2 separate regions of the Danio rerio genome follow, and region 2 is linked to region 1. Evidence: chromatin contacts called from public Hi-C data. All regions are on one chromosome and are shown on one strand. Each heading gives the region's core, a stretch centred on a gene start, on an enhancer-like site or on the middle of the called end of the contact. The rest is flanking DNA. Distances are from core to core; before and after follow the strand shown. Region 1 has its middle 220 kb from the start of nr2f2. Region 2 has its middle 210 kb from the start of si:ch211-147m20.3.

What was found. Hi-C and Micro-C count contacts between places; a contact is called where the count stands out from the background.
Region 2: a contact with region 1 is called in a Hi-C map of an unstated tissue, with 9 times the contacts expected there. The contact joins two enhancer-like sites. A contact is called at or near these places in 2 of 18 Hi-C or Micro-C datasets (embryo and an unstated tissue).

What each region holds. Positions count from the first base shown.
Region 1 is chr18:25,076,046-25,081,536 of GRCz12tu, reverse strand. No RefSeq gene overlaps it. Among named protein-coding and RNA genes, the nearest start is that of nr2f2, 220 kb to the left of the region's middle. Within about 2 kb of position 2,301, at least 24 of the 62 cell types and tissues checked have an H3K27ac peak or open chromatin away from gene starts, as enhancers often do.
Region 2 is chr18:25,687,171-25,692,713 of GRCz12tu, reverse strand. No RefSeq gene overlaps it. Among named protein-coding and RNA genes, the nearest start is that of si:ch211-147m20.3, 210 kb to the left of the region's middle. Within about 2 kb of position 4,218, at least 8 of the 62 cell types and tissues checked have an H3K27ac peak or open chromatin away from gene starts, as enhancers often do.

The DNA of each region.
Region 1 (5,491 bases), core at 1,052-3,551:
TCAATCCTGCTGAAATTAAGAGCCAGTAAGTAAACTGCACTTAATATAGAATTTTATCCATGCCCCTTTACACTCAGTGAGCCGCACCAGAGAGGAGGCTTCTCTGAAGGGCCACGGCCCCCAACCACCGACAGCCACGGTGGGTACACAAATGTCATCGCCTCTCTTTTTTTGGGCCTAGCTTGCGATAAATAGAAATGTCAGAGTGCTAGTTGGGCTGCTTTGGATTATGGAGTAGTGTTCTGTCGTGCATTGCTCTTTGTGATTAGGAGACACAGGACGGAGCGCCACCTCTCACCCAATAACAAACCGCATTCACTTCTTCTTGGCCCCCGAAGCAATAGTCTCTGTCCGTAAATGTTAAAGACTTCTTTAAATAAAGAATATGTGTATAGTTCCCCCACCCAGCTCTTTCTGCTGGAAAATAATCTGCTTACATCATTAGGCTAAGCTTGCTGAAACTAATTACCAGATGTTGTGTTCCTTTTTTCTTCTTTTTTTTGCATGTGTGTGTGTGTGTGTGTGTGTCAATTTAAAGACCTACCACTATCCTACCCTTGCTAGCGCCCCCTCCTTCTGTGGCACTTCTATACAATAAAACCATTTGCAAATAACAACAATTGAAAAAAAAAAAAAGTGAATTAGAGAGAAAAAGAAAGAAAGGGAGAAACTCGAGACACACATTTCAGGAGACCTATCTTGTGCTTTTCACCTCCCTCCCCCTTGTTTTTATATGCTCCAGTCATGGGAGGGCTAATAACCTGAACTGAGAAAAAGGAAAATACCTGGAAAAAAAAAGAAAACAGAATGAACCGGGGCAATTGGGGTCCCCCTGTCGCATTTACACTTGGTAGGGATTTTTAAGGGCCTAGTCTAGCTTATCACATTATTAGCCATTAAGAGACATAAAAAGCTCCCTGTGCTTATTGCACTACAGAGGCCCGCTGAGCTTACAAACACCTCTTTTATTTCTTCTCAACTGTTTGGAACACTGTTGCTGCTCGGCCATAAAATATTCTTGAAATTTTAAGATTGTGTTATACATTTAGGATACATTTCAATGGGAAAATTAAACAGGACAGGTTAGTTTTAAAAGTAGGCTTCTAAACTTGTTTAATGCTTGGCTATATTGATTAATATTTTTGTATTACTCATTTAACGTCTCATTTTTATTATACACACTTTGTAGTCTATTAGATTCTCCTCGTATTTAATAAAATGTATAATTGAGCTTCAAATCAATTAGGCTACTGTTAGGAGGTTATTCATTATCAGAAAATAAAGCAGGAAATATTTAAAATGAACTAATTATATTATTGAATCAGTATTAAACGGATTTTATATTATATGAATTGTACTGGGGAAAGCGCTAATAAATTAACGGCTGTTATGATCATATCTGGTGAGGGTGTGTTATTTAAACATTAAACGAATTGTATTTGCAAAACAATTACAATGCGAAATTGTCAATACAAATTTTAACAAGTGTTTAGCAGTGTGTTTTCACAGCTCAACCGCGATTCAAAAAGGCTACTAGTCTCCAGAGAAAATAGGAAATTATTTTGATCAAAATAAAATATAACAGAGATTAAATGAAGCGATTTGACTTTGTCCATTAAACAACTTGTCACTTACAACTACAACAAGAACAAGAACAACAACAACAACAATAATAATAATAATAATAATAATAATAATAATAATAATAATAGTTTATCCTATGCCTTAAGCGCAATGTTTTACAGTGTAAAACAGACGCCGTGTTTCTTTTCTAGTTTCATAAATAACGGCTCACTTTCTATCGCATAATTAGAGCCTTAATATGGCAAAAAAAAAAAAAAAAAAAAAATGAAAGAAAAAAATTGAAAGAAAAACCTGTGACAGTGCCATTACAATGTATTGTAGAACAGACAGCAAACACTGGATCCTGGCGATGTTACAGAGATGTTCTTTTCCCCAGCCTATAAAAGAATAAACAGACAACATGCTCTGAGAGAGAGAGAGAGAGAGAGAGAGGGAGAGAGAGAAGGAGAGAGAGTCTTATCGCAATCCAGACAGCGTTATAGTGATTCATAGCGGTCATTTAAGCGATAATACACTCATTCACAATACTAACAAACACGCGCCCACAGTTATCTGTAAAGTTAAGTCGGTTGGACGCAGGGCGCGGAGCAGGAGGGAGAGATTCAAGATGGTGGTGACTGAGAAATTGACAGGTTAATTTTGGTGCCGATAATAAGAGGAGCACACGGGCAGAAACGAAGGTGCAGAAGACAGTGCTCTACAGCTTGGGTGCAGCGCCATCTATCTTTAACTTATGGTGCAGCAAAAGTTGCCTTGAGTCAAGTAGGCTACTTTAGTGTGTTAAGCGACATTTGAGTAAGATTGATTTTTTTAAAATGTTTTGGTAATGCCTTATTAAATTCTCAAATTGTTATTAGTATTTTTTTTTTTTTATTATTGTAACGTTATTGCATCAATAATGTGTAAATCATAATAACTCCGGATTTTAGTTGCTGTGTATTGAATGTTGAACTCTGTATAGAAATTAAAATATCCTTACAGTTTTTAAAGGTATATTTAAATATATAATTAATTTGGTTTATCTAATTCTGACAAACTTGAAACCATAGTAGTTAATATATAATAAAATCTTAGTAGGCCTATATTAAATACAATTAAAAATAACTAAATATATTTAACAAATTGGTAGGTGTTTACAGTTTAATACATCTGATTAAATTAAACGTGACGCATAAAATAAAAATATATTTAGCTTGCAATTAAAGTGAGTAAACCTCCTAAAATATTTTTTCAACACTCGTTTTCCATTCCTATTTTTTATCATCCTCTGTCTTTGTTTATTTTACCATTTACATTTTACTATTATAGTTTTATATATTTATTATTGTGATAAAAAAATCAATTGTGTGAGTTAGCCTGCATGATATTATAAAATATATAGGCTACATTAAATACTAATAATAAGTTTGATCATGCGGTCCGGCATGTATGCGGCAGTTCCATACAGGAAAGGAACGCAAACTTTTTTTCTCGTAATTGTGTTTCTGGAAAGCATAATATTTATCTAAGCATTACCAAAACCTTAATTGTTTGCAGGTTATTATATGCACGAATTTATCTACAAAACACTCTTATTTATCGAGCGTGTGTGTGTGCGTGTGTTTGAATGGCCATTTCTCTCTTATTTCTCTTTGATCTGTATTGCTTTTGTTTGTGATGTAAAAATTATTGGAAATTATTCTTTTTATATTGATTAAAAAATCACCGTCACATGGTTTTGAACTATTTAGCATGCAGTTGGCAAACTAGTCAAGAAATCAGTATCAGCCTTAATTAGCAGCTACAAACTCCTCGACTAGGTGGGAGAATGTTTCAGGAAAGGTTAGAGAGGTTTCTAAATCTGACACATATTTCTGCCGCTTGTCAGTACAATGTGCAGAGTCGGCAAGCTTCTCTAATTAACTCTCCCCTCTCCATGGCTTTATATGAATCAGCATGCAACATTACCATAATGATATAGTATTATTGTCGTTCCTATACGTCTCTCTGTGTTGAAATAATTCCAGGCCTTTCTTTTTTTTCTCGCACAAACATGTTTACGCCGTTTTGTGTATTTCTGTTTACGTTTTTTCTCCCTTCTGTTATCGCAACGTGACATTCCGTGCAAAATGTTTGTTTACAGAAATGTTTACTTTTCTTTTTGATAAATAGTTTTATCCACTTTAACCAAAAATATCAAAACATCTCAAACTTTTAAAAGCAATAAAGCAATATATTCGTGCGCAGTAAATACATAAATAAATAAATAAATAAATAAATAAATAAATAAATGCACATACAGATATATGTATAAATACACATATAACAAAATAAAATAAATAAATCAATAAATAAATAAGAAACAAGCTGGACTTTAGGCGCAGTGAACAGTACTTAAAAGGCAACCTATTTTGACCCAATTAGTGTATTTCTCTGGAGCTTGCCTGTTGTACAGCTCCCAAGACCACGATCCCTTCTGGGTTCTTCTGAATTGAATTTGCTGGCTCTTAGATGCCTCTGCCCATCTCCCAATAGCGTACCCGTTGGCTGGGAAACTCTAAGTTCACTAAGCTGAACTCTTTGGCTCTTTTGCCGTGCTGAAAAGCTGTCAGCTTTGTGATCGAGACCCATATTTTCAAAGCAGGTTATATAGAACACCTACCTCTCCAGTATCATTTATTTAAAATCCCTTGAAACAAGTTCAAAAATATGGACAAAACTTTTTTTTTTTTTTTGGTTAATTAGAGATCATTGATGTCGCATACTTTGATAGCGGTTTCATTTGTAACGATCGTTTCATTTTGTTAAAATGTAAAAACAGATATTCAATTAGGCAATCAACAATTAGAAATTAAAGTATAGCCTAATCAGTTTTACCACATCTCAAGCGTTAGTTGGTACCAAACACGTGTGATTTTAAAAATTGCAATAATAAAAGTAGAAACCCTGGTTCATTAGCTCCATTCATTTCAAGGTAGCCCTTAAATTGCATTCTTTGTTTTGCCTGTCTGCTCTGCGTGGAACCATCAGCCTATACCCAAAGGGGAAGTACAAACAGCAGAGCAATTTGGCATCATTACAAAGCACCGCTACCTGGGTAGCTTCAGTGTTCAGACACACTCGGCTTGTGTCTTGAAGGAATAGAGCATTCTGATGTGACAAGTGAACAGTGTCCCAGGAGTAGAAGACTCTCTTGAGCCTTTGCCAAGTTGCACTACTTCAACTTTTTGTTGCTAAAATGTTCTTCCAGCATAACTTCCCACAGACATCTTTATTGTTTTGCCATAAACACAGAAAGAAAGGAAGACAAAGAAATGTAAATACCATCCTACAGTACCTGTACTGATTTTTGTTTCGTTTTTTACATGGAATTCACTGAGCATAAAAAACCCAGTGCATTTGCTATTTAAAATAGAATGTAGATGCTATAGACTTGCATTAATCAGACAACTGATTGGCCTGTAGTGGCAATGGAATACTTTTACCTCTCAGACCATCCAAGAGGTAACAAAAAAATTCATAAATCAAAGACAATAAGTGACTCTTCGCTCCAGACTCAAAATGAGGCCATGGAAATGCCACTATTGACCCGACTGCATGATTGAACTCTCACCCCATGCCATACGGTGCTGGATGCCCGCGCGTCGACATCAAGATGCCCATAAGAAACTGATGACCCACTTCATCTCAGTGTGTCGCTGTAACTTAAACTTCTCCCATCAGTCAAGCTCCAATCAAGTACTCTAGTAAAATGCTCACATGCCTGGCCTCTGATTACTCATCAGCCATCTTTGGTTTAGTGTGTAATGGCTTCTTGAGACTCGTAAGTTATGAAGAATGACCCAATTATCTCAAGAGTTTTCCAAAAGACGATGAATAAAATTGTGCAATTTTAGGTGTCGCCATTTCTGAAATCTCTTTTGAACTC
Region 2 (5,543 bases), core at 2,969-5,468, 610 kb before region 1:
GTTTCCCTTTATGGCCGCACATTCGTGACCTTTGGAGGTTTTAGGTGCACTTGTGCAAGAGAAGCATTTAATGCGCAGTTATGCTGGAGTTTAAGTTTACAGAGCTCACATCTGGTCAGCAGGAATAATTAACTGAACATTTTTGATTAAATATTATTTATGCTGTAAATTTGGCTTTAATTTCTACAGCTAAAATTGGATTGGATTATGTGGTCCTTGCAATGTACTTTAAACACTGCATACTGTATGTGCATATTTACTGTATTTTTTGTATATGTTATTCAATTAGGTTCAATTCATCTTTATTACTATAGCTCATGTACAATGTAGATTGTGTCAAAGCAGCTAAACATAGAAGTTCTAGTAAATTAAAACTGTCAATCCAGTATTCACAGTTGAATTTCAGTTTAGTTCAGTATGGTTTAATTTTCACTACTGAAAGTCCAATCACTCAGGAGCAAACCATCAATGTGCCACAACCAAGCAAGCAAGTATCAACAGTGACAAGGAACAAAACTTCACCAATTGACGAAAGTGAAAGAAAAAAACCTTGAGAGAAACAAGGCTTAGTTAGGCACAACCATTTTTTCTCTGGCCAAACTTTTTGTGCAGTACTACAGTCTAGGCGTCAGAGGTTGGAGAAAGCTGGACGTCCATCGTGGAGAACTCCATGTGTGGATATCACCGGCAGGTGATCAAGTTGGCCTATTGAATCAATGCAAAGACTCACCTGTCACTGAGATCTTTCATTAATCAGTCTTATGCTCTCCGCACCTCCATGACCGCCGCAGCATCAGCTCAGGATATGGCCTGGTCCAGGATTATGGATACATTGAAAACAAACATAGAAATAAACATGTAAAGCATTAAAGGAGCAATAGTGTAAATAAAAATCTAGGATTGTTATGGTTATTTTCTATCAGTTTGCGGAGGTGCTCAGCCCTGGTAGATTTTAGAGCCTTTCTATAAAGTTAAAGTCAGAATTATTAAACCCCCTAAATTAATAGCCCCCTGTTTATTTTTTCCTCAATTTCTGTTTAACAGAGAGCATATTTTTTTCAGCACATTTCTAAACATAATAGTTTTAATAACTAATTTCTAATAACTGATTTATTTTATCTTTGCCATGATGACAGTAAATAATATTTGACTAGATACTTTTCAAGACACTTCTATACAGCTTAAAGTGGCATTTAAAGGTTTAACTAGGTTAATTAGGTTAACTGGGCAGGTTAGGGTAATTAGGCAAGTTATTGTATAACAATGGTTTGTTATGTAGTATATCGAAAAAAATATATAGCTTAAAGGGGCTAATAATTTTGACCTTAAAATGGTTTTTAAACAAATTTGAACTGCTTTTATTTTAGCCAAAATAAAACAAATAAGACTTTCTCTATTGTGAAAATTACCTTGTTACAACATCATTTGGGGAATATTTAAAAAAGAAAAAAGATTCAAAGGGGGTTCAATAATTCTGATTTCAACTGCAGCTATACTGCAGTAAACTGCAGTAGTATGTCTCAATTCCATTCATAATACTCACATTATTTTATAGAACACACTTTTCTAATGGTCGTGTGGTCGTCTGTACCTGAGTAGTAGGTTTAAAATGCAGCCACTGTATTAAAAGATGCTTATATTTAAATAATAGCAGTGGATATAACAATTGCATATGTATTATTTTCTACTATTCTCCAACAACTTGGTATTACATTAAGATGTAATAGTATAATTTATGTTATACTAGAACATAATTCTCTCATCTAGTTTACCATTAGATTTGTATGTGCTTTATTCAAAACATAACAGTAGGCAGCACACTTCTTTGTAGTTACTTTATAAAAGATTTTATGAACTTTATTTGATGCAAACACCAAAAGCGGAACTGTATTATCCAACTGGAGTGTTTAGTTTCAAATGTGCAGTAGTAGTGTTTAATGTGCAGTTACGCTCCAGCTTAAGTTTACAGAGCTCACGCCTGGTGTTTTGAAATGGTTGGAATAGATTTAATTGGAGCAGTATGTCTTTTATGGACGAGCTGTCTTTAGTTGCGTGCTTTCCCAACCTCTCGACCCGAAGGCACACACCTGGTCTGGGGTCAGGTTTCAGACTGGCTTCCAGGCTTGCAGGTCAAGACCTGGAGCTTCACACACGCTAATCCCTCGCATGGCAACATACTTGACTGAAGGGACTGGTCCAAGCACTTCCAGTCATCCTTGAAAAGTCACACACACACACAAACAGAGAGTATTTTTATAATAATTTACAAATGACAAAAAAAGTATTTATTTATTTATTTTTTTAAAATGTTTCTTTATTGTTTGTTTAACTGTCTATACAGACAAAGTTAAAATTATTAGCCCTCTTGTGAATTTTCTTTTCTTTTTCAAATATTTTCCAAATGATGTTTAACAGAGCAATTTTTTTTTCACAGTATTTCCTATATTTTTTCTTCTGTAAAAAAAATATTTGTTTTTATTTTGGCTAGAATAAAAGTAGTTTTATTTTTTTTTAATAGCCATTTTTAGGTTAATAATGTTAGCCATCTTAAGCCGTTTTTTTTGGGGGTTTGTTTGTTTATTTGTTTTTCACTTGTCTACAGAACAAACCACATATACAATGACTTACCTAATAAACCTTACTTGCCAAATCAACCTAATTAACCTAGTTAAGCCTTTAAATTGCACTTTAAGCTGAATACTATCCTGAAAAATTTAGTAAACTATTATGTACTGTCATCATAGCAATGATAAGAGAGATTCAGTTCTTAAAAATTAGTTATTTAAACTTTCGTGAAAGAAAATCTTCCATTAAAAAGGAATTGAGGGAAAATATACAGGGGCCTAATAAAACAGGAGGCTAATAATTCTGACTGATATATATACATATATATATAAAATTTTTGGACTATGGACTACACACACACACACATATATTCTCTCTCCCTCTCCATTCCTCTGTTCTTCCCCAAAGTGATGATTTAACTCTTTAAGGATGTTGAGGGTCTTTGGTGGGGCATTAGCCTGCTGAGAATTATGGGCTTAAATGAATTATGATGAGTGCATCTGTATGCACAGCCAGCCTAGTGCGCTTTCAGGATGGCAGTGTGTGTATGTGTGTGAGGGTTAGCGCACATGTGCATTTAACCCTTTAGGGACGGAGCGGCCTGGCATGTTTAAGTCTCCTGCTTGCAGTCCCTGAATGGGGTTTAAAGCATAAGGCTTGCTAATGACTCATAATGGCAGTCTTATGTGATTCACAGCCTTTGCTTTTCATGTATGTATGCTGTGAGAGAAACTGATGGCTTTCATCTAGGATTTGATAATTGAAAAGAAAACAAAAATGTTATCTTTGCTGGTGATATATTATTATTATTATTTCTTTTTTATTTAGTTATTTTTATTCTTTTTTATTTTGCCGACTATACATAAAATGAAATAAAATAAATGCTTTATTTCATATGTATTTTTTGTTTATTTAATATTAATTTACTTTATTGATTATTATTTTTATTATTCCTGTTCTTTTATATATATTTTTCTTTCTTTTGTCCCAGCACAATGTTTTTTTTTATTATTTTTTATTTATTTGTTATTTAACTTTTTTTTAAAGTAGTAATGACAATAAAACATTAATATATTTATTTATTATATTATATATAAGCAAACAAACAAACATAAATATTTCCATTTCTGCCAGGTAGCATTTATTAGTGTTTGCGAAATTAGTAAATATTAAAATAAATATAACTGCACATGCAAAGTGCGATTGCATTAATATGACAAAAAAAAAAAAAAAAATATATATATATATATATATATATATATATATATATATATATATATATATATATATATATATATATATATATATATATATATATATATATATAATCCTCTGAAAACAACCAATAATTTGCACTGCTGGCTTTTTTTTTATAATAAAAAACTGCATTTCACACACACACACACACACACACACACAAAATAACCATGCATGAACAATAACAAGGCATGTCCAGTGTGAAAGATTGGATAATGGAAGAGCAGACACATATTCCTCCAAATGGGTGAGACAGTCTAATTGGATTCATTGAGCAGAATTAGTGTCTCCCAGTTTTCACCCAGCCATCTTAAAGCCAGCTGGGTTCACAAACGCCCCTCTGCGAACTGTGACCCGTCCGACCGTCCCGTTCCTGCACACCAGGGGGAGCAGTGATACTGTAGATCCTCCGTCCACTTTCACCACTCATTGTTCCCTGCTGTGAAAGCGGCTTGCAAGACACGAAGGCTTGATTCTGTGGACAGTTTGAATAATAAAAATAGCACACCGCTAGATGTGCATCAAACTGCTCCTCTGTGGCTAGTATGTAGAGTTTGAGAATGAATGGAGGTATAGATGTTGGATGAACACATGCACCGTGTGTTCGGAGATTAGCCGCTTTAAGCTCCATTATTGTTCATCTTTTGGCTTGCTCAAACACAATGCACTGTAGGAAGGCTTTTTGTGGTTTTATTTTTGTGTTAGATTTTTTTTAACCTTTTTTCTTTATTACTTTTCTTTCTGTGGAGTTTGCATTAAAAATAAATGTACAAAATGTCTTTCATTTACATAGAAAGCATATTAAATGCAAATAGCATTTTAATACTTTCAAATACCTTTTGTTAACAAAAAAGTGACATGAAATTTTAATCTATTTTATCCTGTTGTTTTTTATGAGACTGTGTAGGTTCAGTATATTTTACTTTTATAGCAAAGTTTACTTTTATTACCTTTTAAAGTAAATTACTGGATATAATCATATAGGATGCTAAGCTAATTTTAGAAGAGAATTTCAGATGGCACTTTTAGAGGTTTTTGCTTCTGAACTCTTCAAATATCAAAATATGGATGTTTTATTTTCATTAAAGAATAACATATTTATGAGGGGGGTGGGAGTGGCATATTATGCAGATTTGTGTTTGTTAAAATAAATGCAAATCTATAAATATAAATAAACACATACAGTTGAAGTCAGAATTATTAGCCCCCATTTGATTTTTTATTATTATTATTATTATTATTATTATTATTTTAATATTTCCCAAATGATGCTTTATAGAGCAAGGTAATTTTTACAGTAGTAAGAAGAAAGTCTTATTTTTTTATTTTGACTACAGTAAAAGCAGTTTTTAATTTTTTAAAAAACATTTTAAGGACACAATTATTAGCTCCTTTAAGCTACATATATTTTTTGATAGTATACAAAACAAACCATTGTTATGCAATAACTTGCATAATTACCCAAACCTGCATAGTTTACCAAATTAACCTAGTTAAGACTTTAAATGTCACTTAAGGGTTATAAAAGTGTCTTGAAAAATATCTAGTAAAATATTATTTACTGTCATCATGGCAAAGCTTAAATAAATCAGTTAGAAATGATGTATTAAAACTATTATGTTTAGAAATGTGTTGAAAAAATTGGTAAAAAGAAAAATTGACAGCAGGGCTAATAATTCTGACTTTTACTAACCTTCCTGGCGTGTTTGGGTCAAATCTGA